Linked DNA regions of Ovis aries: region 1 is linked to region 2. A link is a contact called in public Hi-C data. All regions are on one chromosome and are shown on one strand. Each heading gives the region's core, a stretch centred on a gene start, on an enhancer-like site or on the middle of the called end of the contact. The rest is flanking DNA. Distances are from core to core; before and after follow the strand shown.

Region 1 (5,024 bases), core at 1,487-3,986, 430 kb before region 2:
CAAAGGTCCATCTAGTCAAGGCTATGGTTTTTCCTGTGGTCATGTATGGATGTGAGAGTTGGACTGTGAAGAAAGCTGAGCACCAAAGAATTGATGCTTTTGAACTGTGGTGTTGGAGAAGACTCTTGAGAGTCCCTTGGACTGCAAGGAGATCCAACCAGTCCATTCTGAAGGAGATCAGCCCTGGGATTCCTTTGGAAGGAATGATGCTAAAGCTGAAACTCCAATACTTTGCCCACCTCATGTGAAGCGTTGACTGATTGGAAAAGACCCTGATGCTGGGAGGGATTGGGGGCAGGAGGAGAAGGGGACGACAGAGGATGAGATGGCTGGATGGCATCATGGACTCGATGGACGTGAGTCTGAGTGAACTCCGGGAGTTGGTGATGGACAGGGAGGCCTGGCGTGCTGCGATTCATGGGGTCTCAAAGAGTTGGACACGACTGAACGACTGAACTGAACTGAGCAAAGAACCGTTATACCACAGAGTGGCTCAGAGCAATGGAGGACAGAGAGAACAAATGGTAAAGAATCCAGCCACAACAACCCTCAACAGTGTGTGTGTGCGTGTGTGTGTAGAAAGATGAGTTGACGAAGAGTGCTCGGTGACGAACCACAATACTGTTATTTTATAGCCGTGAAGAAACAGAATTTCAAGAAGGAACATTAAAAAAACTCTTGCAACAGCACTCTGCCTGACTGAGCATCTGCCCAGCTCCGTAACTTGATGCCGTGCCTCTCTCCTCACTTAAGGCTTTATTTCACTGCCAGAAGCATCGGCGCTCTCTCCTCTCTCACAAACTCGCCACTCACTGTCCCCTGGCCTGCAACGCCCTCTTCTCCTGCTTCTCTCAGAGACGTCACTTCCACCCTCACTGTCATGCCTGCTCCAGACACCCTCCTCACCAGTCTCCACAGGCTCCCATTTACTCCTCAACCTCTTGCTTATTTCCTTCCCAGAATCGATCAGATATTTAATTACTGGAAGCATGCATGCACATATTTTTCATCTGTCTTTAGGATGTAAACTCCACAAAAGATAATGTTTAATGAGAGAAGACAGAAAATAATAACAAAATAAGGCATCTTTGGACTTTGTTCCCTGCCAGAGTTCCCTGCTGTGTACTATTGGCAAGAGGATAGTTTTCCGCTCACTTCAACAGTCATCCATGCCTTCCTCCCCCTACCCTGTCGTAGTGCTGGGGACTAGACTAGACACTCTCTCTTGCCCCTTAGCACTAAATTTCATGGGCCACTCTCACCATTACCCTGCCAAACTACGGCTCTTCCAAATCCATTTTTAACAGATATGAAGGCTCCTTTTACTTCTGGTTCTTGCCTTTTCAATAAAGCTAAGGTGTAGGGCAAAGATTGCAAGGAAGCCTCTGGCCCTGGGAGACCCTTGCATGGAGGGGCACCATGGGGTGGCTTCATTGCTATTCTGGGCTTTGGAAATGGAATAGCGGGTCTCATTGCCTCCCCACAGCTGCTCAGCAGGGAGCATGTAAAATCTCTGCAAACAGTCCCAGTGTGCTTATAAAACCTCAGGTCACTGACAATTGCAGTGCTCATTTGCTGTGGCCAATTTAGCGCTAATAAGCTGAAACTGGGCTTCTGGGATTTGTTTCCATGGCATGTAAGCTCCCTTTAGAAACGGAGTCCCTCCCCAAAGAGATTGCAACCTAATAGGTTTCTTGTTTTCATTCTCCATTTTTGTGAACTGACTTGCGGTCCGTTTAGGAAGTGCCAGAATCATCTCTTCCACCTTTGTCAGAGCCTGTGCTCCACTAGGGGGCAGCCCATCTGCCATTGGACCTGAAGGGACCGTGGGCAAATTGGAGTCCCTGGTCTCTCCTGTCTGGGGAAATGTGGCGAGCGATGGCTGGGAAGGTCAAGTTGCCGTCACATCTGGGTAGCAGACCTGGGTGCGTGCAGAGTGCTCCGAAGGCTGCGGACAGGCCCCATGCCAGGGTACCCAGGTGGACCTCTGTACTCTGGCCCTGAGGCCCTCTGTGGGGGCTGCCCTTGGAAAAGCCCAGCTGAGGCACACCCACTACTCACAGATGGTTCACAGCCTCCCTCCCAACCCCTGACCTGGGAAGGAGCCCTCTTGGAAGGTGTGGATAATTCCTGTGGCTGCAAGTCAGAGGAAGTCTCTCCATTTTGGACTTGATTCCCTGTGACTTGGAGGCAGGCACCAGGCCCACAGAGCATTCAGCTCACTTCTCCCTGCTGCTAGGAAAGCTGATTAGCTACCAGGCCTCACAGTTTCCATAGGTTTGGAACAAGATGCAAAGGGGGGCTCTTTGCCTTCAAGGACGCAGTGTGCCTCTCTCCCAGCAGACAATCCCTGTGGGTTTGGGAGACCTGGTAGACTTGGCATGGTTGCCATTTTGAAGCTCCTCTGTGATCGCTGACAATCCAGATTTGCCCCAGATAAGCAGTTCTGGTGTTCCTTCCAGCTTCCTTGAGGCCTGGGGATGCTGAAGGAAAAGCTCCTTGGTTCCAACCAAAGCAACATTTCACCAGAAATCTGGCTGTCACACAGCCTCGCCGTCCCCGTGGGCTGATTATAGAGTGCAGTCACCTAATTGTTTGTGATCTGCCAAACCCTGTTAGGAATTTGCTTGTAGCTTGGAAGTCCTGCCAAAAACTTCTCTCTAGTTCTGGGCAGAGACACTCGGAGACACCTCTGGGGCCAACTTTCTTTCGTCACGTTCGGCTAAGATGCAAGCTGTCCTGAGAGAGAGCCAGAGTGACTAGGGAAGTAGGGGTGGGGTGGGGTGAGCCCCTTTCTTAGCTTCTCCAGTGGAAAATCACCGACTTGCCAGCCCATACTCTATCATCCACAAAGAGCAGCTGATGGACCCAGGGCTCAGGCCAGTGAGGACAGTGGCCAGTTGCCATGGGGGCAGCAGAAATCTGTCCTTCCTGGGTGATGCCCTTCTCATAGATTGCTAGGAGATGGATCACTGCAATTTTCCTCTGAGAAGGAAGGTTTCATTGTGTTCATTGTGGTATGTGTGTATGTGTGTGTGAGATGCAGACAGGGAGAGTGAGAGAGACATGGGGCAAGAGAGCAAGTTGTGGTGTGGGTTACTGCAATTTTTAACCTAGTCATTTCTCAACCACCTACATTTGATACAAAATGCATAACCTATAGTGGAATCAAATTATTGGCAATGAACTAACCCTGCCAGGTGTTTGGCCTCCGTCTGGCCTGTGTCTCAGGACCCCTCTCGTTGCTTACAGTTCTGATCCTCACCCATTGTTGGACAAAACCCCATGCTTTCCAAGGTTCAAGCTTCCTCCTTCTTCCGTAATGAATGAGAGCATGTACCGTATCCATTTATGCCCATCAAGGGCATAGCTCACATCCTGGCTGTTGTTGAAAGGGAGTTGGCAAGTAAGACAAGACACCTGGTGGCCAGATCCCCTTTGATATGAGGGTTTGCTCTCTAACCCAGCTGGGAGGCAGGCACTTGATTGTTGCTGGGTGAGCGGAGAGATCCCTGCACAGAGGGGAGGCCAACTCTTCTCCAGGAGATCAGGAAATGCGCAGGCTGTCTCCCTCTGATCTCCAGTTGCCAAACTATCTCTACAAGCGGTGTGGTCTCGTCTAAGGAAAAAGTTAAATCCTCCTGAGCAAGATGTTGGGATGTTATTCATTCCTTGGGCATTGGCTAACAGTGTCAGCCAGGTAAATTATTTTCCACCTTTATATTTCATTTTTTTTCCTCTGATTTCTACTCTATCCCACCTTTGCTCACCCTTGAAAACTGCTGGTAGCAAACAAGAACCCAATGAGAATAGATTATGTGGCTGGTGCACTTCGAGTTTTGTAAAGGAAATGGGCTACAAGTTCAAATCTCGTCACAGGGAGACCAGAGAGACAGGTAAACTCTGCTGAGAGGTGATAAACTTGGTGTTGGTTATGGATGCTCATGACCAGGTTTGGCTTCATTAAGGCCCACAGTTTTGAATTTTCTTGTTGAACAGTTCTTTGAAGAAGTCCATTGGCCAAAAGACAAGAGCTGAAGGGTGAAGTGTTGGCAGCATAACACATGGAAACTAAGAAAAACGGAAAGTGCTTGTTCTGCAGAAAACTGGAAGGACTAGATTTTAAGCATTTAAAGCGTTGCCACTTAGAAAGATCACAGTTGTTCTGCATAATCTTCGATTGACAAAAGCTGAAAGGAGCCAAAATTTGAAAAAAATTTCTAACAATTAGAATTGTCTGATTGTCCAATTCAGTTGGAACAAATATGAACCAAACATAGATGAATAAAACCTTGATGATCTCTGATTCATAATTCTATGATTTTCTTTTCCTAAATCTAAGTCTCCCAATAGTTATATTTAACTTACCACCTATTTAACAAGTCACCTTCATCTTTACTCCTCAAACAATCTTGCTGGGATACCGTGTAGGCAGTTTAATTATTCTCCACTGTCTGTGTTTGTTTATTCCTCTGCTCTTCACCAGGAATGTGTGAGCCTCCTCCATACCCAAGCAGTTTAGTGTTGTATGTACCCAGTGGCTACATCATTGTTTTTACTGGTTGGCTCTATTTATTCTGTTGAGTGCTATGGTGAATGTGACATCTCCTGCCTAGCCCATCCCTCCTTCCCACTGCCAAACAGAGAGGGCCATCACGAAATGTGGTCTCCATGAGAGTGGCCTGGGGTAAATCCTGCAAAAGCCCGGACACGTACTGGTGTAGAATCTTCAGCCTTCTAGCCGTCAAGTCCACTGCAAGATTTTTAACTTCCATAAACGTCATAGAGGAAGGTAGCCACACTGAGGCCCTGTGCTGGATTTTACCAAGTTTGATGAGTGTCTAAAAGTATAGCCTGCTTAGATATTGTTGCCATTTAGAATGGTGGCCAAAAAAGCAGATAAATTTGTATACTAAATTTACTATGCAAATAATACAATTGTGTGAAAATAAGTAATTCATGTTCTAGTTTTATCGGTTTTAATCATTCATTCAACAAATATTTATTGAGTGTCTCTTATGTCC
Region 2 (5,345 bases), core at 264-2,763:
AATCAAAGCTCATTCCAAAACATCAAAAACACCACCATAGATGTGCCTACATACAAGCACACATATATGTCTATATGTATGTATGACTTATCATGTCTAGGACTCACCAATTATTATTTTGGATGCTGCTCTCCAAAGTTGATTGAAACTGATGACCTGTCTCACCTCTATCCAGCTCTGTTACCTGATAAGATACTATTATGAGGTGTTTACACCCCTCCCCCAACACACACACACACTCATCAAACAAAAACTACATTTCAGCTACCAGAAGCTCCAGCACTGACCCTGGGGAGGTGTCAGATAAAGGGCTCCCAACCAACAGACAGATTCACAGTTCCTCCACTGACATTGATAATGAATAAAATATTACCCTGGGCCTTGAAGCCTCTCTCAGACCCATTACTGATGACCCTCCCTGTCACTGGGCTCCTCTAGGAGCTGGCGTTTAATCATAGGCGTGCAATGACATCAGGGGACTGACGCTGGTTCCAGGGAAGGGGTGGTTAATGTTAAGCGCCACTGAGGAATCCAGTGAGCCATCTCCAAGTGACCTGACAGCCTGCATCTTTCGGCAGCCAGTATCCAGGTGAGGCAGAACCTATAGCAAAGACTGGGCCTGGACCCCACGTCCACACAGGCTTGCCAAACAGCCCTCTGGCCTCCCATCAGTCTTCCAAAAGGAGGGTCAGCCTGAAAGTCAGTACTACCTGCAGGCTTCCAGGACATCTGCTCAAACGCAGAGTAGCTTTAGGAAGAGAGTGCTGGCCATTGGGGTGTGTTTTCCCCTCTTCCTTCCCAACAAGAGACTTTGAAGTTTAGGTGGTAAGCCAAGAGTCCTCTCCGAACATCAGGAGTTGTCAAAAGAAGTTATCCAGTCCTCCTATTGTGGGAATCAGGAAAGAGTTGACTGCTACCCTGAAGGGTGAGTTTTCTAATTAGCATGGAACTGAACTGTGTCATAACCATGTGCTGATCCCCTACCCAAATTTGGTGGCCTGACCCCTGGCCAAGAGAAAAAAGTCAATGTTAAAAAAAAAAAATCTCCATTAGGAAATATCAGAGAGGGAGCGTTCTGGAGTGTCTTTAAACTACAGTGAATGAAAAGTGCTTTGGTGCCCTTTCATCCAGCATGAAAAAGAAAATATCGATCTAAAGCCAAGATACTTTTTTAAAACACCATCCGGGAGTTATTTACCACCCTCCAACTTTCCAAACAAATCAGTTGTTGATTTGTTTGTTCATTACAGAACCAGACACATCTGCCCACTGAAAGCCATCATATGGCGGTGGGCTGAAAAAAGAATTCAAAAATAAAGCAAGCTAAAGACCAAAACACGCTGCAAAAAAGTTCAGGGCTCAGGCACACCTTCCAAGTCGTGTTATTCTATGCTATTCACACCACTTTCCTTATTTATGTAAAACAATTTCTGTTTTCTTTTCCAGAAAGAATGCTGCCAATCGCCAGAGGCAGACATGTTTATCAAGCTGTGCATCTCGCAGTCTGACATAAAATCTGTGGCCTTTGGTACAGCTGAAAAACACTCTGTCAACACCATGGAGAGAGCAAGCCCGTGGCTCTGGCCTCCACCCAAGGAGTGCAGGGGAAATGGACAAAAACTTGACTCACAGCCAAAAATTACAAGATGAGGGAAAGGCAAACTTGAGGCGAACAAACCTTTTCCATCGAGTCTGTTTAACATCTCGTGTAAGCATCCAAACCACAAATCGGTCAGTGCTTAGGTGAAAAGACAAGTTTTTCTCCCTTTTGGAAAGCTATTTTAGTTAAGCTCCTATGAATACATCAATTATATTAGCCCTGAAAGTGTCTGTCAGTGTGATGTTAAAAGGTCCACTATTTTACAGACTGCCCACTTCAGAAACAAAATACCCTTCAAACTCCTTGCCCTGAATTGCTTGGGCCAAAAAAGAGCTCCAGGGGAAAAAAAGTGTAAACTCGGCCAGACTGAGAGAGAAGAGCCACTGGTTTTAAGTAAACTTGTATTAATATTTGCCAACTTAATAAAACCCCACCAGCACTTGCGTGCCTTCATGTTCTTCAACAAGTCAGGAAAAGCTCTTTTGTGACAGAAAGTGTGAGACCAAAGAGAAAGTTGTCAAAGAGCCCCCACCCCCCTCCAGCCCAACTGTGCTTGGAAGTTTGGGGAGCCAAGCTTAACAGAAGAGAAGACCAGCCCCAGGAAGACAGTCCTGAGCTTTCCTTCAAGGCAAGTGTTTGGATCCCCAGAGAAGGCATCTACCATAGCCAGATACCATACCCAAAAAGCATTGTGTCAAGAGAAGCAGTTCACAGGCCTTTTCATAGAGATAGAAAAAAAATATATAATGACAGCTCATAATTGTGCGACTTCCAATGGACTGTATCATTACCTGGTGCTCATCAGTCAATTGCAATCACCCCTGGCTAAACTTCCAGAAGTGGAGCCCTCTCAGAGCTGTTGTTTTCATCGTTATATGTTCCTCTATCCCGGCCTCTTCCAGCCATATCTACCCTCGATCTCCACCACCCTCTGTTGCTTTCATTGGCCAACCCGCCTGAAATGGGAGAGTTTGAATCCTTCATGCTATGTGCATAGCCAACATTCCACAAGATTTATGTCATGAAAGCCTGAAAAAATGACAAATGGTGGGAAACAGGGCCAAAGGGGGAAGTAAAAATAAATCCAACTATGATTTAACCATAGGTGGCTCCATACCTATACCCAGTGGGTCCTGTGAGCTCCTAAGGGGCATGGGTTCAACAAGACAGAAAGAAAATGCTTCATGAGTATCTCCATAATGTTCTTGTTTCCCATTCAAAATCTCTTTAGAAAAATTTACTTTTCACCCTTAAGTCATAATCCACTTGTGGCAAAATAGTATCTACACACCTAGATTGAGCAAGTGGATGACTAGGCATGAGGAAGGGCAATTCTTTTCTAAGATATTTACATCTATCCTCTAAAAAATAAGCAGAGGTGGTTGCTGGCTGTGACTACAGTCACAGAAGGCAAGTTCCCCACATGAGGGGTGAGGATGACCACACTGGAGGGCAACTTTTCCATTAAGTAGTCTATTTGTCTTGGTCACCATTTAATAAGAATACTGCAACATTCACCTTACCAAAGGTCACCAACTTCAGTAAACTATGGCCACCACGTGATAGAATACCATCCCAACACAAAAACTTATTCTTACAAAGAGCTTTATACATATTAAAATGCTCTGAAATTACATTAAAAGGATAGCAGCAAGATGGACGAGTGCATTTGCCATATAGTCACAATTATAGGAACAATCTGCCTGTGGGAACTGCAATATCCCAGATTCTGAATGGTGGCCATCTCTGCGTACTGATGTTATAGATGGCCTTTATTATTTTCTATACTTCGTATCATCTAGGTGCTCTATAACAAGTAGGGATTCATTTTATAATTTCTTTTTAATTTAATAGAATAAAATCCCTAAAAGTCATCATCTGCTTCTTTCAAACACCAGACTTTCCTTAATTCATGGCATGGGATCTAGGATTCTCCTTTCTAAAGCTTTTTAAAATAACAATGTTAAAAATACATTTCTGCTTTACAAACTATTTCCTTCAGTCTTTTCTCTGATATTTAAAAGTTCTGTCGAGCTTAATGGAGATTTGAGAGGAAATCTGCTATTGACTTTACACATGCATGTCTACTTTATAGAACTGGAATTCTCTAGAATCATATCCGTGCATGCTAAGTCGCTTCAGTCTTGTCCAACTTTTTGCAACCCCTGGCCCGAACCGTAACCCACCAGGCTCCTCTGTCCATGGGATTCTCCAGGCAAGAATACTAGAATCGGTTGCATGCCCTCCTCCAGACGATCTTCCCAATCCAGGGATCGAACCTCCATCTCTTATGTCTCTTGCATTGGCAGGTGGGTTCTTTAACTCTAGCCCCACCAGGCAAGCCCCTCTAGAACCACACTGTCCAATAAAGCAGATGCTAGCCACTTGTGGCTCCTGACCTCTTGAAATGTGAATTGAAATGTTCTGTGAATATAAAGCACCCATCAGATATTTGAAGATGTGAGGAGAAAAAAAGAGAGTATGTAAAATATGTTATCAATAACTTGATACCAAATATACATTAAAAAGATATTTTAGAGATAATGAGTGAAATTAAAAATATGAAATCATTTCATGTTTAACTTTTATGTGGCCTCTAGGAAATGAAAAATTACCTGTGTAGCTCACATCATATTTCTATTAGACTTACATGATCTAAAAAAACAAAATTCTGAAGAAGTCTGATCAATTATCCATCGTCTTTCTGAGATACAGGATGTACATACAGACTGCTTGCCCAAGCCCCATCTATAGTCCCCATAAAATGTATTCCCTGCCCCTGGTTTAAGTTGCACTACACTTTCAGTGGTCAGATAACTACCATTATTTCCAAGCACGGATGAGTTGAGGCCAATTCCAGGGCAATCGTACACACCAGCTACACCTAAAGGAAATCTTGCCTGTCTTCAAACTGACACATATCTCAGAGTTCTCTAACTCCCTAACATCTGCAGTGGACAGCCTCTGTTCTCATGGATTCACTTACACATCTGTGTAACACTTCATTCAAAGGGTGCAGTCCCCATCTGCGACAGCCTCAAATCTCGCCAAGTCCCCAAAAGCCAAGCCAAAGAGACTTCCTCCATGGGGTTCAAGGCCATCTCTCAAAGTGCCCCTCATATAAGGAGACTGAAAATGATTACTCTTCAAAAGGGCAGGGAAAATATGAAAGGAAGGATTATATCTGCCTGAACTGCCAAACCAAACTCTGAGGAACAGGTTCTCCAGAGAATGACTCAGACCCACATGATGTTTTCCAGGGACAGTGTTTTCACGGGAGGGGGAGCTGTGTATTCAGCTCTCTGGCCAGAGGCTACGCTAACTTTAACGGCTAGCCCACCTCACCACAATGTGGACCAAGAGGACCTTGTTCTCTCTGCTCAGAGCTGTATGCTCTCACTGAAGCAGTCATTAGAATAAATAAAACCCTGACTGTCAATATAAGGAACAGAGTACACACTATCTTTTCAGTGCTGGGGGGCAAGGGGCTGAAGAAAAGAAAAAAGGAAAACAAACTGCGAGGTCTGTCGGTTCCCAGCCCCATCAGCCAGAAGTAATAAGTTACATTCTTCCATAGCAGGGCGCTCTCAGAAATGGCAAGTCTGTGATCCCAGTCCCCTCCAGGACAGAGGGGAAAGAGCACACACTAAGCACACGAACACACAACTCTGAAATTTCCACTTGTGATAGCTTTTTCCTTGTGCCTTCTGTTGTTTAAAAGAAAAACGAAAGGAAGAAAGAGAGA

Evidence for each region. A called contact is a pair of places that touch in the nucleus more often than the background predicts.
Region 1: a Hi-C map of tail adipose tissue shows a contact between it and region 2, with 5 times the contacts expected there. The contact joins two enhancer-like sites. A contact is called at or near these places in 6 of 16 Hi-C or Micro-C datasets (liver, muscle, omental adipose tissue and 2 more).

What each region holds. Positions count from the first base shown.
Region 1 is chr4:72,096,638-72,101,661 of ARS-UI_Ramb_v3.0, reverse strand. All of the region lies in intron 2 of LOC132659744 (a long non-coding RNA gene), which reads left to right. Among named protein-coding and RNA genes, the nearest start is that of TRNAC-GCA, 100 kb to the left of the region's middle. Within about 2 kb of position 2,736, at least 3 of the 54 cell types and tissues checked have an H3K27ac peak or open chromatin away from gene starts, as enhancers often do. A contact at or near this core is called in tail adipose tissue, where this site is marked.
Region 2 is chr4:71,669,794-71,675,138 of ARS-UI_Ramb_v3.0, reverse strand. No RefSeq gene overlaps it. Among named protein-coding and RNA genes, the nearest start is that of TRNAC-GCA, 73 kb to the left of the region's middle. Within about 2 kb of position 1,513, at least 6 of the 54 cell types and tissues checked have an H3K27ac peak or open chromatin away from gene starts, as enhancers often do. A contact at or near this core is called in tail adipose tissue, where this site is marked.